Linked DNA regions of Rattus norvegicus: regions 1 and 3 are each linked to region 2. Evidence: chromatin contacts called from public Hi-C data. All regions are on one chromosome and are shown on one strand. Each heading gives the region's core, a stretch centred on a gene start, on an enhancer-like site or on the middle of the called end of the contact. The rest is flanking DNA. Distances are from core to core; before and after follow the strand shown.

Evidence for each region. A called contact is a pair of places that touch in the nucleus more often than the background predicts.
Region 1: a contact with region 2 is called in a Hi-C map of liver, with 4 times the contacts expected there. The contact joins the promoter of Cox20 here to the enhancer-like site in region 2. A contact is called at or near these places in 6 of 12 Hi-C or Micro-C datasets (frontal cortex, kidney, liver and 2 more).
Region 3: a Hi-C map of prefrontal cortex shows a contact between it and region 2, with 2.1 times the contacts expected there. The contact joins the promoter of Efcab2 here to the enhancer-like site in region 2. A contact is called at or near these places in 4 of 12 Hi-C or Micro-C datasets (kidney, liver, mammary epithelial cells and 1 more).

Annotation. Positions count from the first base shown.
Region 1 is chr13:92,597,657-92,601,872 of GRCr8, forward strand. It overlaps Cox20 (cytochrome c oxidase assembly factor COX20), which reads left to right and starts at 2,303. Exons shown (of 4, transcript NM_001105976.1): 1 at 2,303-2,590. The coding sequence starts at 2,552.
Region 2 is chr13:92,649,517-92,653,739 of GRCr8, forward strand. No RefSeq gene overlaps it. Among named protein-coding and RNA genes, the nearest start is that of Efcab2, 33 kb to the right of the region's middle. Within about 2 kb of position 1,490, at least 87 of the 93 cell types and tissues checked have an H3K27ac peak or open chromatin away from gene starts, as enhancers often do. A contact at or near this core is called in kidney, liver and prefrontal cortex, where this site is marked.
Region 3 is chr13:92,682,654-92,686,659 of GRCr8, forward strand. Efcab2 (EF-hand calcium binding domain 2) reads left to right here and starts at 1,559. Exons shown (of 6, transcript NM_001105977.1): 1 at 1,559-1,814. The coding sequence starts at 1,784.

The DNA of each region.
Region 1 (4,216 bases), core at 1,053-3,552, 51 kb before region 2:
AACTGCAGCTTTGTAAAGAAATGTCATTCAGCAGCAAAAAGGTTGGGGATCAGTATGACCACTGAAAGGAGCAAATCTCCAGGTGCTCACACAGGTAGAAAAGAGAGCGCCACTGATGGCCAGGCCCATTCTGATCATATCAAGTTAATGTAAAAAAGATTATATAATAGATTGGAGGCTATAGTTTTTACTACATGTATTCTGGTAGGTTTAAAATTTTTTGTGTCTGTGTATGTATTAACAGTTCTGGGTATCAAATCAAAACAAGGTCTTGGGTATACTCGGTAAACATTCTTCATCCACTGAGTTCTACTCTCAAACCCTCCATTGTTACTATTTATCAATTTTTCTGAGACAGAGTCTCACTTTGTAGCTGGCCTTGAAGTCACAAGAAACCTACTCTTTCAACCTGAATGCTGGGCTTTTAGGTGAGAGCCAACACGTCCACATCCAGTATTATTTTAAACGACTGCAAAATGAATGTGCATAATAATTTTAATTAAGAAAAAGGAAAAGTTTGGAAAACCACAACGGTTAACTCCTTTGTTAACTCTAGTTCCTAGGAGGGGAAAGCCACACACCCACTCACCCAATGCTGAGTTAAAAGTTCTACAAGGCTGATTCTTCTGTGATAGCAGAGGCCTGGAATGCTGAAGCCTGAGGCTAAAATTATCTTGGGCTCTCCAGAGCCTTCCAGATAACCTCTCATTGCCCACTTCTGCTTAGCATCTTTCCTTGTGACTGTCCTTCCAGAATGTACAAACAGAACACTAGTTTCCGCCAATCCCAAAGACTAAGAATGTTATCAGATGAAATCTAAGGCCTATAGCCAGAGACATTCTATAAATTGAAGTGTCTTATCTCTTTTTCACCACATAAAATTCATAAAACTCTAACAGTTTTATGTTGGGGGCAGGCTGAAATCTGTTCATAGGTCATGGTCACTCACATTTTAGTGCAGAATAAACTCTATTCCTTTTAAGGTGAAATTGGTTTTTTTCATCCACAACTTCAGGGAGAAGGGGCAACAGTGAGCTTGTTACTTTTCACTATTAACTGTTAAAAGAAAAAAACTGAATATTCAATTTTTGTTAAATTAAGAAACTTCAGCGAATCCATGAGGACATTTTTCAAACAAGTGAATTGTCCTCCAACTCAGTATACCCTAGCAACGTCTCAGTCACAAATAAAATGGCAACGTTATTTTCTCGGTACTTTTCCCGTTACGTCCTTTATACGGCAATTAAGGATGCAAAAAAATTCCTCTCCTTTATGGAATATTACTGCCTTAAATATTACCTTCCAGTAAGAATGCAAAGCCTGGCTGGCCAAGAATTTCAGCAGAGCATTCCAAACTGTCAAGATTCCCTTTCTAGTCCTATTCTAACTGTTCAGTTTCCTTAAAAAAACAAAAAACAAAAAAACCCTATTACACATAAGGAGAAATATAGATCACCTTTACCCCGTGGGATTGGCGGAAAGCAGTTAATGAACATGAAGTATGACACAGTAAACAGTCGGCATGGTAGTTAAGATGAGACCCTCCCGGCTAACACTATCGGGCAAGGAGTGTGCAGCACGCTACATTAAAACCAGCATGACTCTGCACAATGACAGGCCTGGACATTTTCCGGGGAAGGGCCGTTTGGAACCGAAGAGACCAAATCGGGAAATACAGAGGTAAACAAAGAAAGGCAAAAGGCCGGACCCAGGACATTAACCCGAAAACGGAGTCGCCACCGCCTGCTGAACTGGCTGAAACTTGGGCCCAAGCGACACACACGTTCTGGGCTCCTTCCCGCTCTGTCACCGTCGCGTCACCCCACGGCCTCCCTCCCGAAGGAAGGCACTTGCCGCCTGACGCATGCCCCTTAGATAGCGGCCGCCTCCATTTTGTCCTGGGTCTCCTCCGCGCGAGCGGCGAGCTATTTTTAACGTTCTAAATCTGAGGGCCGGAGGGGGAGGGGCGTGGGCTTGCCCGCCGGGCGCTTGGAGATCGCCGCGAGGGACTGAGGCTGGGGATGCAGGTTGTCAAGGTCACCAAAGCCAGGACAAAGGACACGTAGGGGACAAGGCCCGCGGAAACAGCGCCAGGCGACTTCCGGCAATGCGGGGACCGTCAAGCCCGGACTCCCGCCCTCTCGGAGGACAAAGCAGCGCCGGACGCGCGGTCCCGGCTCCGCCCTCGGCGCGCGCCCCGCGCCCAGCACGGGAACGCGCACAACGGTTGGAAATGGCGGTTAAGGTGGAGGAGGGGCTGAAGGGAAGCGAAGTTTCTCGATGCTCCTTGTCTCGGGCCGCCCCGCCTGCGAGACAGGAACCGGTGGAGCTTCTCTAGGTTGTCTCCTCTTGTGTTCCATTCCTGATGGTCTGTTGCGGGGTTGGAAAAACAGTGTGGTTGGTTCCAAGGAACAAAAGAGGGGGCCACGGCGGGCTTCGGGACGGCCCCAGGATCGCTCCCTAAGATGGCCGCCGCCGTGAGGGAGGGTGGGCGGAGCCCGTACTGCTTCCGTCGCGGGCCTGGGCGGGGCGGTAGCGACTACTTGCACCCATGGCTGCCGCCTCGGAGCCCCACGAGCCGGAGAAAAAGGTAATGTTCGCCGTGGGGCACGCGGGGGAAAGATGCGCAGTAGGGCGACTCGGTTTCCTAGACCTATCCGCATGGCCGCGAGGTCTAGTCCTCATATCCCAGATGTCTAAATTGCCAGTTAAAGTAGCGAAGAGCAGGCAGGCCCGCAGGATCAGAAAAGGGCGACTGATCCAAACCTAGCATACACTGTACTTGTTAGAAAGGACTAATAGAAGGGCCATGAGAAATCGAGAGCTGGGCGTGGTGGCGCATGCCAGCAATCTCCACACTAGAAGGCTGAGGCAGGGGTTAATAGTTCTGGGCCAGATAATGTCAATCCATTTCCTTACAAGAGCGCACATTCACAGGTATGGTAGATTTGTTCATTATGTACTGCAGTTCGGCCTCTTATCAAAAAAGATAAAAGCCTCCATTCTCCATGAAGCTGACATCCTACTTGGGTAATGGAATAGTCTAATTTCATTCACTTAAGGTAGCCGGGATAAAACTAATTTGGCCATGAACTATGCCTAATAGAATGGCTACAGGAAGGTGTCACGGTAAAGTGTCCACAATATATCATCAGATCAAATGAAAACTTGGTAGCACTACAAGGAAAGTCAAATATAGTGGTTTGCTTCGTATCTCATCTAGACTTGGTGAAACAACTGCACGTGGATTTGACAATCCTCTTTATTGAGGTTCCTTTATATTTGACAAAGATAAAACACTGGAGTTCTGCTCTTTAACTGAAAAATAAGGCTGTTAAGATTTGGGGTGGAGCACACCTTTAAACCAGCACCAGAGTTCCAGGATAGCCAGGGCTACAAAGAAAACCTCAGAAAAAACAGACTTTGGAAGCAAAAGAAACGATTTGAAAATACTTTTAATTTACAAAATGAGTAAATAAGCATATGAATACAATTTAAATCTCACCAATGGGGAGTCGAATAAATGGTATTCAGTTGGAATAGCAAGCCACAAGGCAAAACTAAATCCATTAAAGGAGGGACACTGCTACTGGAACATTGCTGCCAAATCCCCAGGCCAGTGGATTAGCAAGCCAAGAGACATTTACTGTAAACTATACCAAACAATTGCTGAGATTCCCAGTGAGATGGAATCTAAGCATAATGACCTAAATAGTGGCCATGAGCATGTAGGCACTAAATTAACCTTTAAGTAAAAGGAGGGGCATCTAGGTAATATCAGTAGTCTTTCCATAAAAGGGAACAGAAAAGTGGTAGTTTGCAAAAACAATGTAGAAGCTGGATCAGAGGGTAAAGGTGCTTACCACTTTCCTTCTTGAAACCCTTGTGACAGACCTGCCCAAGCCAGGGACCTACACAGATAACTTACAGAACTTAATCCTTTCAAATGAAATAGCAGTCCTTTAGGAGGGAAGACTGGTTAAATACAGAACAGGCTCTGGGAACATTGATGGGGAACTTGCCACTGGAGGCTCGAAAGGTTTAATGCCAGCCAGGTCTCCTTTTGCAATAGGATCACAAAGTTCCATCCTTGTTTTGTACTCTTAAACATTTGTGTCCTGGTGTTCTCTGGAACTGCAGTCAGAGCCACCATGCATGATTGGATATAACCCAGGCACTCAGATAGCCAGCACAGACTGCTTTGGAAACATCCAAG
Region 2 (4,223 bases), core at 240-2,739:
CAAACAGGAACTTCTAAAAGAAAGCGGTTGGGTAAGGAGGCTTACAAAGAGAGAGACAATGGCTGATGCAATATAACAAAAGGAATTCTGTCTTTTCACTTCATCCAGTCTGTTCTCTGCTTAGAGATAGCAACATAGAAACCATTCCCAGGAGTTTAGATTCCGCTGGTTGGGCCACAGAAGCATATGTAAGGACTATTGTTCACAGCTAGACTTGTGTTTGGATGTTCCATGGCCTGGAGAGCTCATGTTAACTGCATACACATGGTTCTCTTTGCTTCGCTGGTTTGGCCATCTGTCCTGCAGTCTCCCCCATTCCCCAGTACCCGACCCCCCAGTCGCCCCTCTGTTCGAGAGATACCCACAGGCCTTTTGTTTACCAGAGTCTCACAGAACTGCCCTTCAGTCGGGACTTAAAAGTTAGCCAATGCTGCTCCACTTTGTTGGGGAAGCTTTCGGTTGCGGGTGCCGTATCAGTGACCGCAGGTCTGTATTGAATGTCAGTCTGGAATAATCGTTCTCCTCCGAGCTGAAGGTAAACAAGGAGATGGACCTGTCACCTTTCACCCCGCACAACCAAGTGCCCCTTTGGATTTATCTGGTAAAGCTGAGAAATCTGAGACCATTCCCAGTGTCTCCCACACTAGCTCCATAAAAAAGAAAACAGAAAAGGGCAAATCCGGGGAACTTCAGAACTTTGTTTTTGTTTCACCCCTCAGAGGGGACAGTGACTTCCAGATCTCCATGAGGATGACAAAAGCGAAGGCCAAGGCCGGGATACCCTGTAAACTCATCTTTTCTTACCAACTTTTCCGGCTGTGTTAGAAACCCAAAGAGACGAAAACCATGTGAATTCTATTCTTTAGAATCAAATAATTCTTTAAAATGTATTTTAGAAGCACTATTCGGCCTTTTGTGCATTTAGAAAACAAAGAGAGAAAGATGAAAGGAGCCGCCATGTTTTGAAATCTTCCTGGTGCCTAATGAGGTAGCTCAGAGGGCAAAGATGCTTGTGCCAAGTCTGATGCCCTGAGTTCGATCCCTAGGCCCTACACAGTAGAAGGAGTAGATCGACTTCAAAAGTTTTTCTCTGACTTCCAAAACTCCTGTGGCATGCACACCTTCCTCACCAATAAAAGTGTGTGCGCCTTAGTGTTCGTAAGTGGAGCAGCAGTACGGGTTGATTCAATGTGCTAAGCCCTGTGGACTGGCGTGTAATCTCTGAGATGGGCATTTAGGAGGGCCTGCAATTATCTGTTCTAGTGCTGTGTGGATCCGCATAGCCTTTTTTGGGGACATGGAACTGGATCCTGGAGGGAAGTCAGGAGCAAGCCTAGGAGGCCTAGGCTTTCAGGGCTAGGACTATAAATACGCACAGGCCCCGGGGAATCGTGAGACAGGCGGGTGTGCGCATTGCACTTCCTGGGAACGGCCAGGGTGGCAGGCGGGGCCAGGCACCAGCCCACTTGACAACTGCGCGGGGCCCAGCGCGCCGCTCTGGGCGCGCGTCCACGCCGCGTCACGTGAGCGCGGTGGCCAAGCACAGCCACCTCCGCCCTGCTTGCCGCACGGGAGGGACTCGTGATGCCCGCTTCCGCGACAGATGCTTACGGTTTTGGAAAGCCAGGTCATTTGCGGAAGACAGGTTCACCTTCTAGAGGTCAGGGCATGGGGGCGGAGCTCAGGGATCCCCAGCAGCGCAGTGGATGGATAAATGAAGTAAGAGAAAAATAAAGTGTCAGGAACTGTGAGTGGAGCAAAGGAACAATAAATACAGCGCTGGGAGTCCGGGGGGGGGGGAGTAGCTCAATAATGGAGCACTTACCTAAGCATGTTGTGCCGGGGGACAGTGCCCTGCATTCAGAAGGACAGGGGGAAAGGTCTAGAAGGGAAATAACTCCGGATGCGTCCCAAAGTTCACAGCCCTCTCTGCTCGGCAGTTGCTGCTCCTTACCCCTCCTCCATGGCTTAGCACAGTGAGAGTGAAGGCCTGGGTTTACTTAACCGGATTATGGGCCATTTTCACCGTTCAGAAGTGTCTGGGTTGACACATGCCCATTGATGTCTAGTGACCTTTTTATTTAATCATTTGAGGGAGATGTACAAACTATTTTGAAGCCGTTATTTACATATGGAGGCTTAGATCCTGATTTATCTAAAGTTCTTATTATATTTACTTATTGGGGTCTGGAAGTCAGAGGACAACGTGCAGAAGTCTGTTCCCGCCCCGCCCCCCCATCACTCCAGTCTCAGGAGTTGAACTCTTACTTGACTGTCATGTACCTTCCCTGGCTAAAACCTCTCACTGGGGATTCTGACTTAACAGTTCAGCCACTTCAGAGGCCGCAGACTTCCTAGAGCATTAAAGACAGAGCCTATTCTATCTTTCCTCCCGTGATCCTAAGGTGGGTTCAGGTGTTGTCCACCTCGTATAGTCCTTTATAAGGTTGTCCGTTGGCCTCTTAACTGTGAATGTAGCCGTCGTTGACAATCTTTGCTAGAGGTTTTGTTTCATTAGCAGTTAAATAGCAGAACCACTTTTATCATCTCCTCTAAGGAGCAGGATCTTTCCTGGTGAGTTATGGCGTTACCCCGAGTTACAGTGCACCCCGGACTCACTGAATTGGAATGAAAAGTTGTATCCACACATCCTCCGGGGGTGACCAAGGGAGTTATTTCTGAATGCTTATGAAGATTGCCGTAACCGATGGGCCTCAGAATGCTGCAGTTCTTATTTCATTCATTCATTTGATGTTCAGGATGCCCTGCAGTACAGGCTGGCTCTGTGTGTCAACTTGACACAAGCTAGAGTCAGCAGAGAGAAAGCAGCCCCAGCTGAGGAAACGCCTCCACGAGATCCAGCTGTAAGGCATTTTCTCAATTAGTGATTAATAGGCGAGGCCCCACCCGTTGTGGATGGTGCCATCCTGAGATAGTAGTCCTGGGTTCTATAAGAGAGCAAGCAGAGCAAGCCAGGGGAAGCAACCCAGTAAGCAGCACCCTCCATGGCCTCTGCATCAGCTCTTGCCTCCAGGGTTCCTGCCCTGCTTGAGTTCCTGTCCTGCTTGAGTTCCTGTCCTGACAACCTCCAATAATGGCCTGGGATCTGGAAGTGTAAGCCAAATAAACCCTTTCCTCTGCAACTTGCTTTTGGGTCATGGTGTTATGGTTTTTGGTCATGGTTTATTGTAGCAATAAAACCCTAACTAAGACACCTCCCCTCAACCGTAATTTCTGTGTCCTTCTGCTACAGCCCCAGAAGACTCCATGATGCAATTCAGGGATCGGGGAAAGCAATTCACAAAATTTAAAATATAGGAAACTTAACGGGGGGGGGGCACACTTGAGTTCCTCAGCAATAAAATTCACAGAAGAGAAAGGACGTGAAACCTAGAGAGTCTAAGAAACAAGAGAGACTGTGAGTTCATGAAAGCCAGGAGCATTACACAGAGAAACCTGTCTCAAAAAGACAGACCCCTGCCCCCCAAAAGAACAACAACAACAACAAAACAAACCCCAGAGAGACATCACATGACTATGTCTAGATCTGGTTTGGACCCTTGTCTTTCTTTTCCTTAATTAATGGATTTGTTTATTTATTATTTTTTTGCAATGGTGTGGTACTTCACATGTTAGGGAAGTGCTGCACCCCTGAGCTGGGTCACCAACCCAGAGGATCTTTCTTTATTAACCTCCCCCCCGCCGCACCCCCACGCGCACTCTGCATAGGCCAACCAAATGGCTCAGGGGATAAAATTACTTGCTGCATAAACCTGACAATCAGAGTTTGATCCTTGGATCCCACAGAGAAAGCAAACCAACTTTCAGGAGTGCTCTTCTGACCTTCATATGTACACACCGTGGCCTATGCATCCCTGTACACATGCGCACATGAACACCCCCACAAAAAAGTAATGTGATCAAAAACTAACCTACAGGAGATGTCAAGGAGATCTCACAGCTGCCACTTCATTAAACAATTATTTTAGGTATGTTACTATGATGTAATAATGTGAAAAAAAAAGTCCTGGGGCTGGAGACGTGGCTCAGCTGTTTGAATCACTGGCTGCCCTCCCAGAGGACTCAGGTTTGATTTGAGCACCCAAATAGAAGCTCAACCATCTGTAACTCCAGTTCCAGGGGTTTCAATGCCCTCTTCTGACCTCCTGAGGGCACCAGGCACAGACATGGTGCACCTATGTACAGGCAGGCCAAACACTCAC
Region 3 (4,006 bases), core at 309-2,808, 33 kb after region 2:
TGGAAGAGGAGTCAGTGCTCTTAACCGCTGAGCCATCTCTCCAGCCCTGACCTTAAACTCCTGATCCTCCTGCCTCCATCTCCTGACTATGAGTGTGATCTTTCACACACACACACACACACACACACACACACACACACACACACACACACACAACACACACACCTCTCACACACAATTCCGGTCAGAATGTCCCAGTGTATAGCACAACTTTACGGCTGGAAATGTATGTGGTAGAAACAAGTAAATAAAATACGATAAAAGCAGTATAAACCATTTTGAAAACTCTGACTATGGGCCCGCTGAGGAAGAGGTAGAGAAAGACTTTAGGGGCAGGCGAACTTCAGGATCATCTGCAAATCAGGAAGGGACAGTTCTCTTCCCACACTTGCTGCAAAGTCCTTCCTCTTCAGTGAGAGTAAAGGGAGAACACAGGCTGTAAATATTAATTTGGTGCTGATAACTCCGCCATATTTTGGGGTGATAAATTTACTATGCACATCTGAGTTCATCTTGGAAGTATTTCTTTTTTTTTTCTTTTTTTTTTTTTGGTTCTTTTTTTTCCGGAGCTGGGGACCGAACCCAGGGCCTTGCGCTTCCTAGGTAAGCGCTCTACCACTGAGCTAAATCCCCAGCCCCGGAAGTATTTCTTAATATGCACCATTTTCTGATTATTCAACTTTGTAGTTAGACACCTCATCAAATCGTTATTTTCTATAGAAAAAAAATGTTTTAATGAAGAATACAGTTGGCCTGCTCTGAGGGCTCATTCTGAGATTATAGAAACTCAATGACTAAGCACTAGTAATAAAAAAATTATTTTTATATGTAAAGTGAATAAAGAAATTAATAAAAAACAAGACAAAACAAAAATTAAATACTTACCTTGCATTTTAAAGGTCTCAACATTTAGTTACTTTTATAAAAAAATTAAACAAGTATACATATACAATGAAATATCATTAAAGATTAAAGCTAGATATTCATTTGAGTCACATTGCTAGGTATTTTAAAACTGTTTTTTTTTTTTAAAAGAATATATCCTAGTATTCTGAGCTTATCCATAAAATAACAAAACATGCTGTAGCCAAGTTTCTCAGGACTCAGAATTCTCACTGGAAGGTCATGCCAAATTGTACCATCAACACATCAATGTGTGCGACACCCGAGAGCGGACCGGCAATCTATTTGTTGCTATGAGAACACTATTTTGTATTAGAAATTGCAGCCTTGGCGACGCAGTGTTTGCGCCTATTTTGCACATGTTTTTCTACAAGTTCCCCCCCCCCCCCCCCCGCGATCCCGGGGAGAGGCTTGGCTTCCTCCAGCGCCCGGCCCACGTCCGTTTTCGCTCCAGTTCCCTGAGTCGCAGACTGGCTCTGCTTAGGAGAGGGTGACGCGGGAGAGCACAAGGCCTGGTGGGGTAGGGGTGGGCGGAGGCTTTTCGGGGAAGGACCGCGGAACGTGCAGGGGCCGCCAGGTCTGCACCGGGTTCTGAGGCGCACCTGACACGGCGAAAAAAAAGCTAAATAAAATAAGTAATTAAATAAGTGAATAAATAAACAAACAAGGCACCCTACGTCCTTGACAGTCGCAACCAGGCCAAGGCCGGCTCGGGGCCTTATTAATAAATGACTCCCCTAGGCCCAAAGAACGCCGGCCTCAGTTCTTGGGGGGTTGGGAGACGGCCACCGCGCGTCGAGGGGCTTCCTCCGCCTCGTCCCCCTCGCGCGGCCCGCAGGGTTTGTGATGGGATCTCCCAGGCGACGGGCTCCGCACCAAGATGGCGGAGGAAAAGGACCCGGAGAGTACAGGTAGGGTCCTGACTAGGGAGCCTGAGAAGCGCAGCCAGGTCTCCATCTTGAGCCCCTTGGCGGGCGGACGGTGGGTTGAGGAGCGGCGCCAGCCAGCGCCCCCGCTGTCGGCCCAGCCCCGCTCCTCCGCCCTCGGCCGCCCCGCCCTCCCTTCCCCTTGAGAGGTCTGCGCGGGTCTTGGCTGTGGCCCCCGCCCGGGAGGCTAATAATGGCGTCCTTGTCCCTGGTCCCTCCACGCCCCGTAAGGGCGCGGGCCGCGGTCTAGGCTGTGGGTACCCGGAGGGCGGCCTCATGGAGGACAGAAGTTGGCGCTAGAACCTGGCGGGATCCTTTGCGGCCGTGCAGAAACCCCGCCCAGCCCGGCCCCAGGCGCTGGCCGCCTCCATCTTGCCTCCTCCTCCGCCAGGCGGAGCGCGGCCTCTTGGTCAGATTGGGCCGTGGCTGCCTAGGTCGCGCTGGAGCGGTGCTTAAGAAACAAGTACCCACGAAATCACTTTAAAGGCAGAAAGAAAACCCAGCCGGGACCTCTCGGGTCGCTCAGACCTGCCGGGGACCCGCGAGGCCTCAGGGGACCCGAAAAACTAATGATCCACGTTGAACTCCGAAGACCTTTTGAGTTGTTGCTGACCCAGTAGAATGACTTAAAAATCGGATCCGTGGTTAGCCTCTAGTGACTCAACAGCCATTACGTGATAATTGACAAAATCACGGCTAAGTAAATAAATCAACCAAGCCCCAAAATAGAAAAGGGCAAACATTGCAAAAAGTGAAAGGAACAGTCCATCTTTGTTGCAGTTTTTGATCACCACACACCCTACCGGCCCTCCCCCCTTCTCCCTGTTTGGAACAAAGTAGTTAGGTTAACAGCTAATATTTACATGAGATGTTTAGTCCATCGTCATGGTGAATACAGAAAACCAGCAGGGAAAACATGAGACCCTGCTAGAGATCTGCTTATTGATAACCAGGAAACCTGCGATTTATAGATGGTAAAATTAATCTCAGAAGTCGGATTGTAGTTTCAAGTTTCAACTCCACTAAGGTATAACAATTTTGTGGTGCTGCTTTAGAAGTGGAAGGTTTCTTTTACTTTGTTGTTTTTTGCAAAGAATATGAAGTTAGAGGGCAGGGAGTATCCGGGAGGCGTTGGGGGAGGGGAAAGAAAATGATCAAAATATGTTGTATGAAAAATGTTTTAGATAAAAAAAAACTTCCCCATAAGGTATTTTTATTTAATTAAACTTTTATATACCCACCCCAAAGAAAGAAAAGGGGGAAAACATTAGGAGATAATTAGTTTTTTTAATTAATTTATTTTATGTGCATTGGTGCATTATTGCCTTCGTGTGTCTGTGTGAGGGTGTCAGATCCCCTGGAACTGGAGTTGCAGACAGTTGTGAACTGCCATGTGGGTTCTGGGAATTGATCCAGAGTCCTCTGGAAGAGTAGGTAGTGCTCTTATTAACCTCTGAGCTATCAGTTTTTTGTTTTTTGTTTTTTTTTTGTTTTTTTTTTTTGTTTGTTTTTTTTTGTTTGGTTTTTTAAACAAAATCTCAATCATTTGATTTTACCAATGAAAACCCAGGAGCCAGATGCTGTGGTGAAAGCTTGCTAGCTCAGAGAAGCAGAGAAAGCACCCAGCTTACCTTCCTCCTCAGCTAATGTCCTAGGCATTGTTTTTTTTCTTAATAATCCTGTGTTCACTCCCTGTCAATTGGTTGCTTGCTCTACCTCTTGACTTATGGTTGACTTTATTTAATCCTGTTAACAATATCCAAGCAGAAAGCTCTTAGATAAAGGTGTATGCTAAAGCTGATCCACACAACTAGAGACAGATTTTCCAGTAAATAACACAATAGGGATTCACAGTGTGAGCAAATATCCATCTCTTCAGCCCTCTATTTGCTTTTGTTTTTGTTTTTGTTTTTGTTTTTTGTTTTAGACTTATTTAGGGTAGCATTGGAGTATACTGTAGGTTTTTACAATTTAAAATTACATGCAGAGAGAGAGAGAGAGAGAGAGAGAGAGAGAGAGAGAGAGAGGCAGGCAGAGACAGACAGACAGCCAGACAGACAGCAGACAGGGTCTCACCTTGTAGCTCTGATTGTCTGGAACTCCTGGAGATCCACCTGACTCTGCATCTGAGTGAGTGCTAAAAATGTGTGTCACCATGCACAGTCTGTTTTTTTTTT